2 separate regions of the Mus musculus genome follow, and region 2 is linked to region 1. Evidence: chromatin contacts called from public Hi-C data. All regions are on one chromosome and are shown on one strand. Each heading gives the region's core, a stretch centred on a gene start, on an enhancer-like site or on the middle of the called end of the contact. The rest is flanking DNA. Distances are from core to core; before and after follow the strand shown. Region 1 has its middle 41 kb from the start of Tha1. Region 2 overlaps Dnah17 (dynein, axonemal, heavy chain 17).

What was found. Hi-C and Micro-C count contacts between places; a contact is called where the count stands out from the background.
Region 2: a Hi-C map of bone marrow-derived macrophages shows a contact between it and region 1, with 36 read pairs. The contact joins two enhancer-like sites. A contact is called at or near these places in 3 of 15 datasets of contacts at CTCF or cohesin (embryonic stem cells and large pre-B cells), 34 of 484 Hi-C or Micro-C datasets (the AML12 cell line, the AtT-20 cell line, B cells and 19 more), 4 of 115 datasets of contacts at active chromatin or transcription factors (embryonic stem cells and pancreatic cancer cells) and 3 of 9 other capture datasets (adipose tissue, liver and pancreatic islet).

What each region holds. Positions count from the first base shown.
Region 1 is chr11:117,911,152-117,917,399 of GRCm38.p6, reverse strand. No RefSeq gene overlaps it. Among named protein-coding and RNA genes, the nearest start is that of Tha1, 41 kb to the right of the region's middle. Within about 2 kb of position 4,484, at least 63 of the 459 cell types and tissues checked have an H3K27ac peak or open chromatin away from gene starts, as enhancers often do. A contact at or near this core is called in bone marrow-derived macrophages, where this site is marked.
Region 2 is chr11:118,080,645-118,087,024 of GRCm38.p6, reverse strand. It overlaps Dnah17 (dynein, axonemal, heavy chain 17), which reads left to right. Exons shown (of 81, transcript NM_001167746.1): 36 at 1-112; 37 at 853-957; 38 at 4,043-4,200; 39 at 4,586-4,724; 40 at 4,914-5,141; 41 at 5,414-5,551; 42 at 6,180-6,312. Among named protein-coding and RNA genes, the nearest start is that of Dnah17, 45 kb to the left of the region's middle. Within about 2 kb of position 3,039, at least 5 of the 459 cell types and tissues checked have an H3K27ac peak or open chromatin away from gene starts, as enhancers often do. A contact at or near this core is called in bone marrow-derived macrophages, where this site is marked.

The DNA.
Region 1 (6,248 bases), core at 3,235-5,734:
AGCCTGTCCTTTTCTCTCTCTGTGTCTAGCAGCTGTGGCCACAGGACGACTCAAGAGTCATTGGCACCACTTACAAATATCCACTGGCTTCTCCAAGAACATTGTGTCTAAAGCAGCACACACTCACTGGCCACATAGTTTGGACAGCCCCAGCAGCACACACTCACTGGGCACATAGGTTGGACAGCCCCAGCAGCACACACTCACTGGGCACATAGTTTGGACAGCCCCAGCAGCACACACTCACTGGGCACACAGGTTGGACAGCCCCAGAAGCACACACTCACTGGACACACAGGTGGGAAAGCCCAGCAGCACACCTGCCGGGCACACAGGTGGGACAGGTCCACTTTCCTGGAGCACTGCTTTGAAGTGCCTTATGGGAAGTCTACAAAAGTCCTAGAGGCACAGCCAAGCCAGAGTGCCAGAGTGGGCCGTGTCCTGAGGAAAGTCAGGTTCCTAGCAATCAGCCCTGGTACAGCAGTGACAGTGTCCCAGGATAGTTTTGTCGCAGAATTCTATAAGGAGCAGGGAAGGGGTTTCCTGAGCACCCAGCTCATTCCAGCCCAGGGAGAGGCTCCACGTCCCAGGGTCCGAGGCAAAACGTAACCATCCTTGAAGCCCAGGAACAAAACCAGAGCAGGCAGGTTACTCATAGCCCCAGTCAAACACTGCTGTACAGACAGCTTCTAAGGCTCCATCACACAACCCCATGCCGCCCCCCCCCGCCCACCCATGGGCTATAGCCGGGAGTCTCTTGCTAGCAGGGTTCTGAGCCTGCCTTAATCTCTCCTGCCCTTGGTAGACTCAGAGAGGCTGGCTCCCCTCCCTATGGCATCAACAGCTTAGTACCATCTTGCCAGCCCTCCCTGCTCGCAGCCAACCCTGTGTCCCCAATCCTGACTGCCCCCCACCCCTGAGCCCTGGTTTGCTTGCTATTGATGTAGTTATAGGCGTTCTAACCAAAAGCAACTGGTGGGGGGAGGGTTTATTTATTTATTTATTTATTTATCTTTCTGGTCTCGAAGTCCTTCACCAAGGGAAGCCAGGGCAGAAACTCTAGACAGGAACCTAGAGGCAGGAACAGAAGCAGAGGCCATGGAGGAGTGCTGTGTATTGGCTTGCTCTCCATGACTTGTTCATCTTGCTTATGTAAGGAATTACAGCTCCCAGGCCCACCTGTCCAGGGGTGGCGTTGCCCTCAGGAAGATGCTCAGCCTGATGTAGGCAGCCCCTCAGCTGAGGGCGCCTTTCCCCATATGATCCTATTTTGCGCAAGCCGATTAAGAACCAGGTTACTGCATGGCTCTCTTAGGCTCTGCCCCAAGGTCACCTTGTCAGAGAGGCCTGGGTGGGCCACAGGAAACAGGCTCTCAACACTGGATTATTCCCATCCTGTTGTGACGTGAGAATGTTTTCTTTCTCTCCCTTCCCCAAAGATCATAGACAAGATCTATCTTAGCCACCTTGCCGTCCCTGACAGGATTGACTGAACTCTCAAACTGTGAGCCAGCAGACCCCTCTTCCTGTAAGATGCTTCTAATGGGTCTTTGGTCGGAGTGGTAGAGAATAACGAATACAGTATATTCGGGTACCTCGCCACAGGAGAACTCTCTGGAAGGTAGAATAGTCACATGGTGCCCTGTGTGGGTATAGAAGCTTGGAGGCTGGAGGTTAGGGGAGAAGGCTCTACTTTCCACATTGCCCCTATCTGTAGGGCTTATGTTGAGCAATAAGGTTGGAGAGGTGGCTTGGTGGCTAGAAGTGCTGGCTATGCCTCCAGAGGACTTAGGTTCAATTCTTAGCACCCACATAGTGTGGCTCACAACCATCTCTATCTTCAGTCCCAGGGGATCTGGCGCCCTCTTCTGACATGTACAGGTACTGCATGCAAGTGATGCATATGCATGCTTCCAGGCAAAACATCCACACACATAAAGTAATTTAAAAAATGAAGGCATAAGCTGGGCTGGAGAGATGGCTCATCAGTTAAGAGCACTAACTGCTCTTCCAAAGGTCCTGAGTTCAAATCCCAGCAACCACATGGTGGCTCAGAACCACCCATAATGAGATCTGAAGCCCTCTTCTGCTGCATCTGAAGACTGCTACATTGTACTTAGATATAATAATAAACAAATCTTTAAAAAAAAAAAGAGCACTTGCTGCTCCTGCAGAGCACCTGGGTCAGTGACCAGCTCCCCCATCAGGCAGCTCTCTCCCACCTGCCTGTAACTCCAGCTCCAGGGCATCAGATACCTTCTTCTGGTTTCTGTGAGCACACACATAAAAATAAATCTTAGGGGGTTTGTTTGTTTGTTTGTTTGTTTGTTTGTTTTGGATCTTTTGAGACAGGGCTTGTCTGTGTAGCCCTGCCTGTCCTGGAACTCATCCTGGTCTGCCCTGCTCAGAGCTCAGAGTTTGCTGGCTACTGGAGAACAGGCACTAAGCCTTGGCTTTTGTTATTGTTGTTGAGTCAATCTTAAAAAAAAAAAAAAAAAAAAAAAAAAAGAGTAGACATTCGTAGTCACAGGACAAAGGTTCCTCTGATGGTGTCAGGCCAGGCTCATGTTGGGAGGAAGAAGCCTCATCAGGAAGTGGGTAAGTTCCAGGTGAGGTATCCCTTAAGTGTGGTGGAGGAGCACGTGAGGATTAGGGAGGAGTCTGAGCAAGGGAAGCCGAGCTGGCAGCCGCTGCAGTCATGACCCTTTGAAGTTCATCTGGACAAACCACAGTCCTGGGCGTGCTGTCTCCAGACTGCGTTAGATAAGGGGGCCCAGCCTGGCCAGCCTGCAGGCAGGAGGCTCACGCCCATGTACCTTCTGCAGCCGCCCATCACTGGCTTCGACGCCCTCGTCTGAGGGACGCTTCAGTGGACCCAAGTGGACCTCGAGGGGCCACAGCTAGGCTCTGGCTTCAGTTTCCCTGCTGGCTGGGACACTGCCTGTTCCCAGAACACTCTCTGCCCCAGAGGCCGTTCACCCTGGGTAGGGGCCCAGGATAAAAGATGCCACCCGAGCTATCCCTTTGATGGTGGCATCAGCTACTGCCAGGGTGAGCTGGTGATGGGGCGGGGATGGAGGTCACTTCTGCTCAGAGGCCTGTAGCCTTCTGCCCATGTTCGAGCCAAAGCCCAGCTAGGAGGCCTCAAGCCCCGGTTGCAGGGAGTCCTTCTAGTTGAGAGGCCCTGTGCTCAGCAGACCCTGGGCTGACTGGCCTGAAGAGCATGCTGAGAGGAGAACCCCACTCTTGTGACTGTGAATGGAGTAAGGGGAGCGGCCAGCCCAGGGGCTGAACGAGGACCACCATGTGTGCCCCTGCTGAGGGGCAGCTTAGGGCTAAGGCGGGATGCTAGGGGCAATGCCAGTCCCCTCGGCCTCCAAGTCTGTGCTTCTTCCTCCCTGAAGGCAGCCAGTTGTGCCTGATGCTACAGGGCCTGAGAAAAAGACAGGCTGGACATGGTGGCACACGCCTTTAATCCCAGCACTTGGGAGGCAGAGGCAGGCGGATTTCTGAGTTCGAGGCATGCTGGGCTACAGAGTGAGTTCCAGGACAGCCAGGGCTACACAGAGAAACCCTGTCTTGAAAAACAAACAAACAAAAAAGACAGAAGCACACGGGACTGCTGTGTGTGTGTGTGGCTGAGTGGACTGTGCAAACAGTGGGACCCTTAAAAAAAAAAAAGTAAGAATTTGATAGAACATTAAACGGGACATGAGGCGTGTCTGTGTTCATGGGCTCATGCATTCTTGGGTCACCAGTACCAGAAACCCATCCTGAAGTAAAGAAAAAGCACAAAGAAAGTACTGTATAGCCATGTGTAAACTCACAATACACATGCACAAAAGCTCTGAGGCCACCATGTGTAAACTCATAATACACACAAAGGCCCAGTGGCCACTATGTGTAAACTCATAATACACACAAAGGCCCTGTGGCCACCATGTGTAAATACACAATACACACAAAGGCCCTGTGGCCACCTGGCACTCACATGGCAGGTGGCGGAGTTGGACTCTAAAGGCAGACCTGCCAGGTCCTCCCTGAAGGGCCGGCCCATTAGACCTGACAGTCTGAGGAACTGCCCCTTCCTAAGAGGCAGGGTTTCTTGACACTGTGGTACCCAAGACCCAACTCCCTGTTACCCAAGTTTGAAGTCTGGTTCTGTCTAGTCATTCTCTGGGGCCCCATTTCTTTATCTGTATATTATTATCTCTATTTACTACTGAGTTATTTCTCATGACTCATACGCAACACGTAGAGTAGCCCAGCCACATAAATGGCCTGGGTGGTGCTCCCCAACCCCCTCCATGGTCTCACTGTGGGCCTCCGTTTGCTCTCCTGGGGTTACCTCCTGCACTGACTTACCTCCACCTAAAGAAAGCCAAACCACCCAGCAGTGAGTATAGATCTGGGGCCATCTTCCTTCCACATCCACGCTTCCAAGTGGAAGGAAACACAGCCTACAGCTCCGGCCTTTGCTGAGGGCCACTGCGCTGCAAAGGGCTCCCTCTAGCGGTGCGAAGCTGCTCCCCTGGGCCCTAGCTCACCCTGGGGAGGAAGTGGGAAGCAGCTGGAATCCAGCTCTTTCTCCCCTGGGCGGTGTGGCAGGGTCTTAAGGCTCTCAGCTTCTGGCCCGTGTGTGGAGACGCCTGTAGACTCGCCTTTGTCTTTTCAATCCTTTGAGCAGCAGACCTGGATCAATGCAGCAGCAAGAGTAGAGGCTCCAAGAAGAGAAGCTGCCAGTTCGCGGCTGTCTGCGGGGGAGGGGGAGAGAGGATGGGGGCGGGGGGCGGTTCCAGGCCTGCAGCACAGACCACCCACAGTTCGAGGCTCTTACAGATGGCAGAAAGGGGGGGCATGGAAACCTACAGCTTCCCCCCCCCCCCACACAGGGTTTCTCTGTATAGCCCTGGCTGTCCAGGAATTCACTTGTAGACCAGGTTGGCCTCGAACTCAGAAATCCGCCTGCCTCTGCCTCCCCAGTGCTGGGATTAAAGGCGTGCGCCACCAGCCTACAGCCTTGAAGTACAGACAGAGAGAAGAGGGTGGAGGAAGGGGTGCATGGGTAGGTACTTTGGGTGGGCGTGTCGGCTGCGGGGGTGGGAGGTGAGTGACCACTCTAGAGAACTCTGAAACACTTTTCCTCTTTGGGGTTTTGAGACAATGTCTTGTTGTGTGACCCTGCCTGGCCTAGAACTCACTACAGAGCTCAGCTTAGCCTTGAACTCCATGCAGTCCTCAAGGGCTTAAAGAATAGGTATGCCCTCCATTCTCTGCTCTCCCCAGCCACTTGGCTGACACGGAATTCACTCTGTAGAACAGGTTAGCCTGGAACAGTCTATGTAGACCAGGCTAGCCTCAAACTCATAGCAATACTGTGGCATCGACCTCCTGGTGCTGGGATTCCAGGCAGTGTACCACTCCTGACCCCAGGCCTGCTTTCCTCTTCCTTTGTTGCTTGCACTCACCCCTATGTCTCCCTGTGCCACCTGTGTCCCCCTGTACCCCCTATATAGCTGAGAATGACCTTGAACTTCTGACCCCACCCCACCCCCGACTTCCACTTCCTGGGTGGCAGGATTTCAGGCTTAAGCCACCGCTGCCACATTTATGTGATCCTAGGGGTGGAACCCAGGGCTCCATGCACACTAGGCAAGCATTCTGCCCGCTGAACTCCCAGCCTCCAAAACCTTTTAGGACATGTTTTCCCTGTGCAGCCCTGGCTGTCCTGGAACTCACTCTGCAAACCAGGCTGGCCTTGAACTCAGAGATGTACCTGCCTCCGGACTGTTGGGATTAAATTCATGTGCCACCACGCCAAACCCTTCTTAAGGACAGACTCCTAGGGCCCTTTGCAGCCCGCTGCTTGGGCTGGTCTGGAGGGGAGCCTAGGCACCTGCATTCATACAGACAGCGAGTGAGGCTGATACACAAAAGCCTCCTCAGCTCCTGTGACATCCATTGCCACCTAGGAGCATACAAGCCGGGCCCCAGGGCCTGGACCTTGAGTTATGAGGGCCAAGGATACCCCTGTTTATATGACACACACCTGGGATTCTGAGAGGGATACAGCATTGGGAAGGAGGAGCCCCAGGATCAACAGTGCAAGCAAGGAACAGGCACGGACCCTGGTGACCTCCACCAACCCCATGTATTCAGGAAAGGACACACCTGTCCTCGCCAGCTCTGAGCAAAGTCTGGATGGCACTCACTGTCACCCCCGCCCCTGCCACAGCAGCTGTGCACCC
Region 2 (6,380 bases), core at 1,790-4,289, 170 kb before region 1:
AGCCCCTGCAGGCCCTGCTGGCACGGGCAAGACGGAGACAACCAAGGACCTGGGCAGAGCCCTGGGCACCATGGTGTATGTCTTCAACTGCTCAGAGCAGATGGACTACAAGGTATGTGGCCAGGGCTGCGGGTCCCCACCCAAGAGCATGTACACCCAGAGTACCCACTAGCACTTGTGGAGGTAGAGGTCCCGGCAGTTCCATGACTGTCCCCTATGAATAGAGACACACACACAGGTAGGAGTACCTGATTGGCGTTCAGTGTGGGGTTAGGGTGAAAGTAGTGGCCACCGGGTGAACTCTGAAGGGGACAAGGACAGGTCCATCAGCTGCAGGGTCATGTCTTCTCAGAGGACTAAACAGGAGGGGAGGGACTCTGACAGTAACAGTCCCAGCATAAAAGGGAGGAGTTGGGGCGCCCTCCCGTTGGACGAGCCCCACAGCCTAGTGGTCCCATCCTGAGACTGAGGACAGTGGCCAAGACCCCTGCTGACTGAAGGTCATACCAGCGTGTCCCCCTCAGGGGCCCTAGAAAAGTGAAGTCTATTGATCCTAGAAGGACTTCTGTGTGAACTCCATGGGTGTGTTGCTGACCCTGCAGGGGACAAAATGGCATAGTCACACGAAAAGATCTTCCTGGAGCCCCAGCCCACCTCAGAGGATCCCTTCCTCCATGTGCATAAAATGAGAAGACAGGGGTAGGGATTGGGGGATTTCTTAACTTGATGTTCGCTTAGAAAAAACGCTGGGACCCTGCGGGTCAGGTGTACAAGGGCGCTGTCTCCAGACACCTGCTTCCTGCAGGCCTCTGGGGGCCACTCCCTCTCTCTGATCTGACTTTCCCTTTGTAGTCCTGTGGAAACATCTACAAGGGCCTGGCACAGACGGGAGCCTGGGGTTGCTTTGATGAGTTTAACCGGATCTCGGTGGAGGTCTTGTCTGTGATTGCTGTACAGGTAGGGCCCTTCTGCTTAGTCTCTGGGTCAGTGGGGGACCCGGAGTTGTGCCCAGTTTTCCTGGCATCTCAGTCACCAGAGACCCTCCTGTCTGACCACCCCAACAGCCAAGCACTGGGCAGGGAGGTGACACAGTGAGGCCTCAGATGCCCTGCCCTGGCTCCCAGGGGCCCTTACACACAGAGGGGACAGTAAGGGTCCCATACAGGGAGGTATAACTGATTCGGCCTGGGGATGCTAACGTAGAGAGCTACTTTGGGTGTGGTAGCTCATGCCTATAACTCCTGCCACTTTGTGATATGAACCCAGGAGGATTGCCACAAGTTCAAGGCCAGCCTGGTCTATAGAACAACCTCTAGGTTAGTCAGGACTATAGATTAAGACTTTGTTTTGTAAGACAGAGAAGGGGAGAGAGAGAATATTTGATAACCCTTAGTTGGCTTTGAGATTGTACTGTTTGGCAGCAAACTAGACCAAAATGGTACAGAATGTCCAACGACCCTCCCTCTGCCTGCCACCCACACACACACACACCCACACCCACACCCACACACCCACACCCCCACACCCCCACACCCACACCCACCCCCACCCACCCCCCAGCAGGCTGTATTTATAGTCTCAAGGAAAGGAAGTGCAGAATACAGACAGCTGGATTGATCACAGCTGCTCTGCCTTATCTGAACATGGTTTGAACAGTTGGCTGCCTGCAACCGGCTGGAACTCAGCTGTGGGCTTCAAGAACTAAGTTACAATATCTCCATGCATCGGTTGGCGTTCACTAGATAATCCATGTAGGGAGAAACCCTTCCCCAAGCTGGAGCTCTGTGCAGAGGTGGCCTCAGGCCAGTCAGGTGAACTTGACAGAAGAGAATGAAGCACTCTGGGCTTTGAAGAACACGGCAGTATCTCAGTATAAACTAACCAGCCAGAGCGGATGGGGAAGGAGTGGTTGTGTGTCCAGGGAATTCCCTAACCCGGCACAGAACAGCAATGGGGAATCCAAGGCAAAGGGGGTACAGGGTGGGGGCCATGTCAACACCCCAAGCTTTTAAACTCACCCGCAGGGCTCTGTGTTTCAAACAGGAGCCCCAGCAGTCCTGGTGCCCGACAGACTGGATAGACAACGGGCTCTGAGGTCCTCCAAGGCTGGCCTCCAATCTCAGATCAGCTTGAGACCCCACCTGCAGAGCCCTAGGCCAAGGCCCGACTTTGGAGGTCCTCACGAACCAGGCCTAGCCGCTTGCCCCAAACCCAGACAGTAAAAAAAAGGAATGATGGATAATGGGGAAAGGAAGATGGTACGGGTCAGGGGAGTGTTAGCAAGAGTTCCAAGGCTACACAGGAAGGGTGCTGGGTACACACACCTAAGCACTAGTGCGCAGTGATGTTCCTAGCATAGAAGTGACCACCAAAGAGAGTCTAAGAAAGGTTGAGGTGACCAGTTCTCAATCTGCTGTCCCTTACCGACCTGTTCACCCAGAGCTAAGTCAGTACATTGTAGCGGAAGCAACATTGTAGCAGAAACAGCTGCTACTCTTGCTAGAATTTCAGTAGGAAAAACCAGTAGGGGTGGGGGTGAGGGCAGGGCTCCTGAACACCCAGGTGGTGAGGAGATACAGGGGTGAGAGGACCCACAGGCTGGGGAAACCTCACCTCTAGAGCTCTCATCAGCCCCCCTCCCACTCCCCAATCTGAGAAGGGCCAACTGAGTTTGCCAAGGTGATAGCCACGCCTCCACCCTATCCTCCCAGGGTCAGTCACACACCTCTGACTCTCTGACTCAGTATTCACTCCCAAGTCATGGGACGAACCCTAGGATGTTCCACGGCACCTGTTTGATGATCTGAATATTTGTGGACACAAAAGAACAGGGACCAAAATGCTAGGAAGGTCCTAGCAGCAGGAGATGCTCCCAAATTCTTGCCCTCTAGTCCTGCCCAGGTGTGAGCCCTGTGGGCTAGAGACTGGGCGGAAAACCCAGCATCACCCAGAGTCACCTACCAAGTCCAGGCGAGCAAGATTTGGGCTAGGGGGAAAAAAAAAATCCCATGGCTGAGAGATTTCAGTCACGAGCCTGGAGCGCCCCCCAGTGGTGATCTTACAGTTTGCCGCTACCTTCCTTTGGTTCCTCTAAAATCCCAAGCAGAGACCAGATTTCTCCGTCCTGGTAAGCAGGAGATGGCCCCAGAGACTCTTGGATGCAGAGTGGCTACTAATAGGACTCTTATGGGTTCTTGTCAGAGAGTTGACAGAATTTAGCCAGGGTCACGGCCAGAGGACACTCCTGAGACAAAAGCCCAGCTGAGGTCGGCTGTATAACACCACGAACAACAAGATCACAGCGGTGGAGGGCAGAAGTCAAGGGCAATGACAGAGTGAAGGCCACTGCTAATTCACAGCCACCACACTCTGTAACTGGCGCGGGGGCTTGGGGGTGGGCCGACAACCCAGCCAATAAAATGCTTACCACACAAACCCACCGGCCTGAGCTCAGCTCCTAAAACCCAAATAAAAAGCCAGATGTGGGCACTGGAGAGATGGCTTTGGGGTTAAGGGCACCAGTTTCTTTCTGAGGACCTGAGTTTGCTTCCTGACACCCATGCCAGGTGGCTCCCAGCTCCAGGGGATTCCGCAGCCTCTGTGGCCTCATCAGGCAGCCAAACACACGGGCATACAGACACAAGCACACACATAAATCTTTTCCTTAAGGGGGGGGGAGCCAGATGCTGCCAGGTCTTTAATCCCAGAACTCAGAAGGCAGGGGCAGATGAGTCTCTGTGAACTCAAGACCAGCCAGGACTACATAGTGAGGGCCTGTTTCAAAACACAAAGCCAGATGCCAGATGTGTAATTCCAGCACCGTGGAGGGGGAGACAGAAGGATCCCTGGGGCGCTCTGACCAGCCAGTCAGTTGGTGAGTTCCGAATTCAACGAGAGACCCTGTCTCAAAAAAGTGTAGAGCAATAGAGGAAGACACTGTTGCTGTCTGGATTTCGCATATGTTCATACCCACACATATGTGCACACATTTGCACACACAAATGGTTACATTTTAATGTGTGTGTGTGTACCAACTGTCTAGGTAAAGTGTGTCCAAGATGCAATTCGGGCCAAGAAAAAGAAGTTTAACTTCCTGGGAGAGATAATAAGCCTTGTCCCCACCGTGGGCATCTTTATCACCATGAATCCTGGCTACGCAGGGCGCACGGAGCTGCCGGAGAACTTGAAGGCCCTATTCAGGTGACAGAGGAGGGATCCGGCAGTGTCCCAGGCTGAGGAGTTAGTGGAGGAGGTGGAAGACCCCAAGGCTAGCAGCTCCCAAGATGGAGTAGGGGTAACAGGACAGCAGGCAGGTCCTGGGGCTCCCCAAGTGGGGGAGGGGGGCGCGGTCCACAGCCGAGACACTGGCTATTCTGCTTAAGGAGTCTCAGAGGAGTCGGAGCAGGCGTGGGGCCTGGAGCTTCCTGAGCTGGGTGTGTGGATGGATGGGGGAGGCTGGAACCCGGCTTCATGTACCCTGAAGGTTGACTGGCAGGGACACGTGGCCCAGGGGAAGAGGGGCGGCTGGCTGATGAGGAGCCAGGGAGGTGAAAGCGGGAGAGACAGCTGCTCGGTCACCTCTCAGGCCCTGTGCCATGGTGGTCCCTGACTTCGAGTTGATTTGTGAGATCATGCTTGTGGCCGAGGGCTTCCTGGATGCTCGCCTCCTGGCCCGGAAGTTCATCACCCTCTACACCCTGTGCAAAGAGCTGCTCTCTAAGCAGGTGTGGTGTGTTCTCCCAGCCCCTAGGGCTCTTGGTCCAACCTCGGCTGGGGGCGGGGGGGGGGCGGGGGGTGGTGATCCATACTTATGTCTCTGCCCCTCCCTAGCCCCGAGATGAACTCTGAGCCTGACAGTGCCAGATGACCACAGTCAGACGACAAGTTCACATCCGAGTTCCCACTCCCCGCAGGACCATTATGACTGGGGCCTTCGGGCCATCAAGTCTGTGCTGGTGGTAGCCGGCTCCTTGAAGAGGGGAGACCCCACCCGGGCAGAGGACCAGGTGCTCATGAGGGCCCTGAGAGACTTCAACATCCCCAAGATCGTGACTGATGACCTGCCCGTGTTCATGGGGCTGATCGGCGACCTCTTCCCAGCTCTGGACGTGCCCCGGAAGCGAGACCTGAATTTTGAGAAGGTAATTCTCTCCCCTCCCCGACGTACACCTCCGTATCCATCCTGAGAAACTTGCCCTTGAGTGCTGCAAGAATCGGGGGCAGGGGGGAAGAAAGTTGCTTCCTGCTCCCCAGCCAGCCCCAGGCTTCAGAACTGATGGCCACAGAGATCTGGAGTCGGGGTTCCAGGGCCGTGTGAGTTCTGGGTGAGATTAGGGGCACAGCTTGGCAGCTCAGCCACAGAAAAGGTTGCCTTCCCGTGCCCTCTTAACCCTGCCACTACTGTGTCTCCCAGATCATCAAACAGAGCATCGTGGAGCTCAAGCTTCAGGCAGAAGACAGCTTTGTGCTGAAAGTCGTCCAGCTGGAAGAGCTGCTTCAAGTCCGACACTCGGTCTTCGTCATTGGGAACGCGGGCAGCGGCAAATCGCAGGCACGTCACCAGCACTAGTCGGTAACACACACACACACACACACACACACACACACGCACGCACGCACGCACACATCACCTGCCTCCCGGAGGCCTGCCACTCACACACTCCTGTTCCCCAGCAAGGCCTGGAGCCATGGTGAACACCTGGGGGTAGCAGCCAACATCACCAGTGCTAGCAATAGGAAGCCAGCCAAGTGTCTGTCTGAACGCCCTCAGGCAGGATCCTTACCCTCTTATGAAACCCATTCCCTAAAACACAAGAACTAGGGGATAGAGAAACTGGGTGTGGTGGTGCACACCTTAATTCTGGCGCTCAGGAGGCAGAAGCAGGTGGATCTCTGTGATCTGTGAGTTCAAGGCCAGCCTGACCTACATAGAAAGTTCTAAGTCAGCTGGGCTGCAGGACAGTGTCTAAGAAAATGGCAAGTCACAAGGGAAACTGTGCATGGCGTCTTAAAAAGAAATTTGTGCACACATGTACACACACACACACACACAAAATATCCTCAGGTGTCCTTAAAATCAGTCTCTCTGAGTGAAAACCGTCCAGAGCTGCACAGAGGGCTGCCCCGTGCAGACCGTCCCCATACAGGACATTGAGCCAGTGGATGCTCCTCACCCGCAGGTCCTCAAATCCCTCAACAAGACCTACCAGAACCTGAAGAGGAAGCCCGTGGCGGTGGACCTGGACCCGAAGGCTGTCACCTGTGATGAGCTGTTTGGCATTATCAACCCGGCGACCAGGGAGTGGAAAGATGGTTGGTGCGGTGCGGTGGGGTGTGGAGCGTTACCTGCAGTGGGGCTCTGAGACCCCGCCACGTCCCTG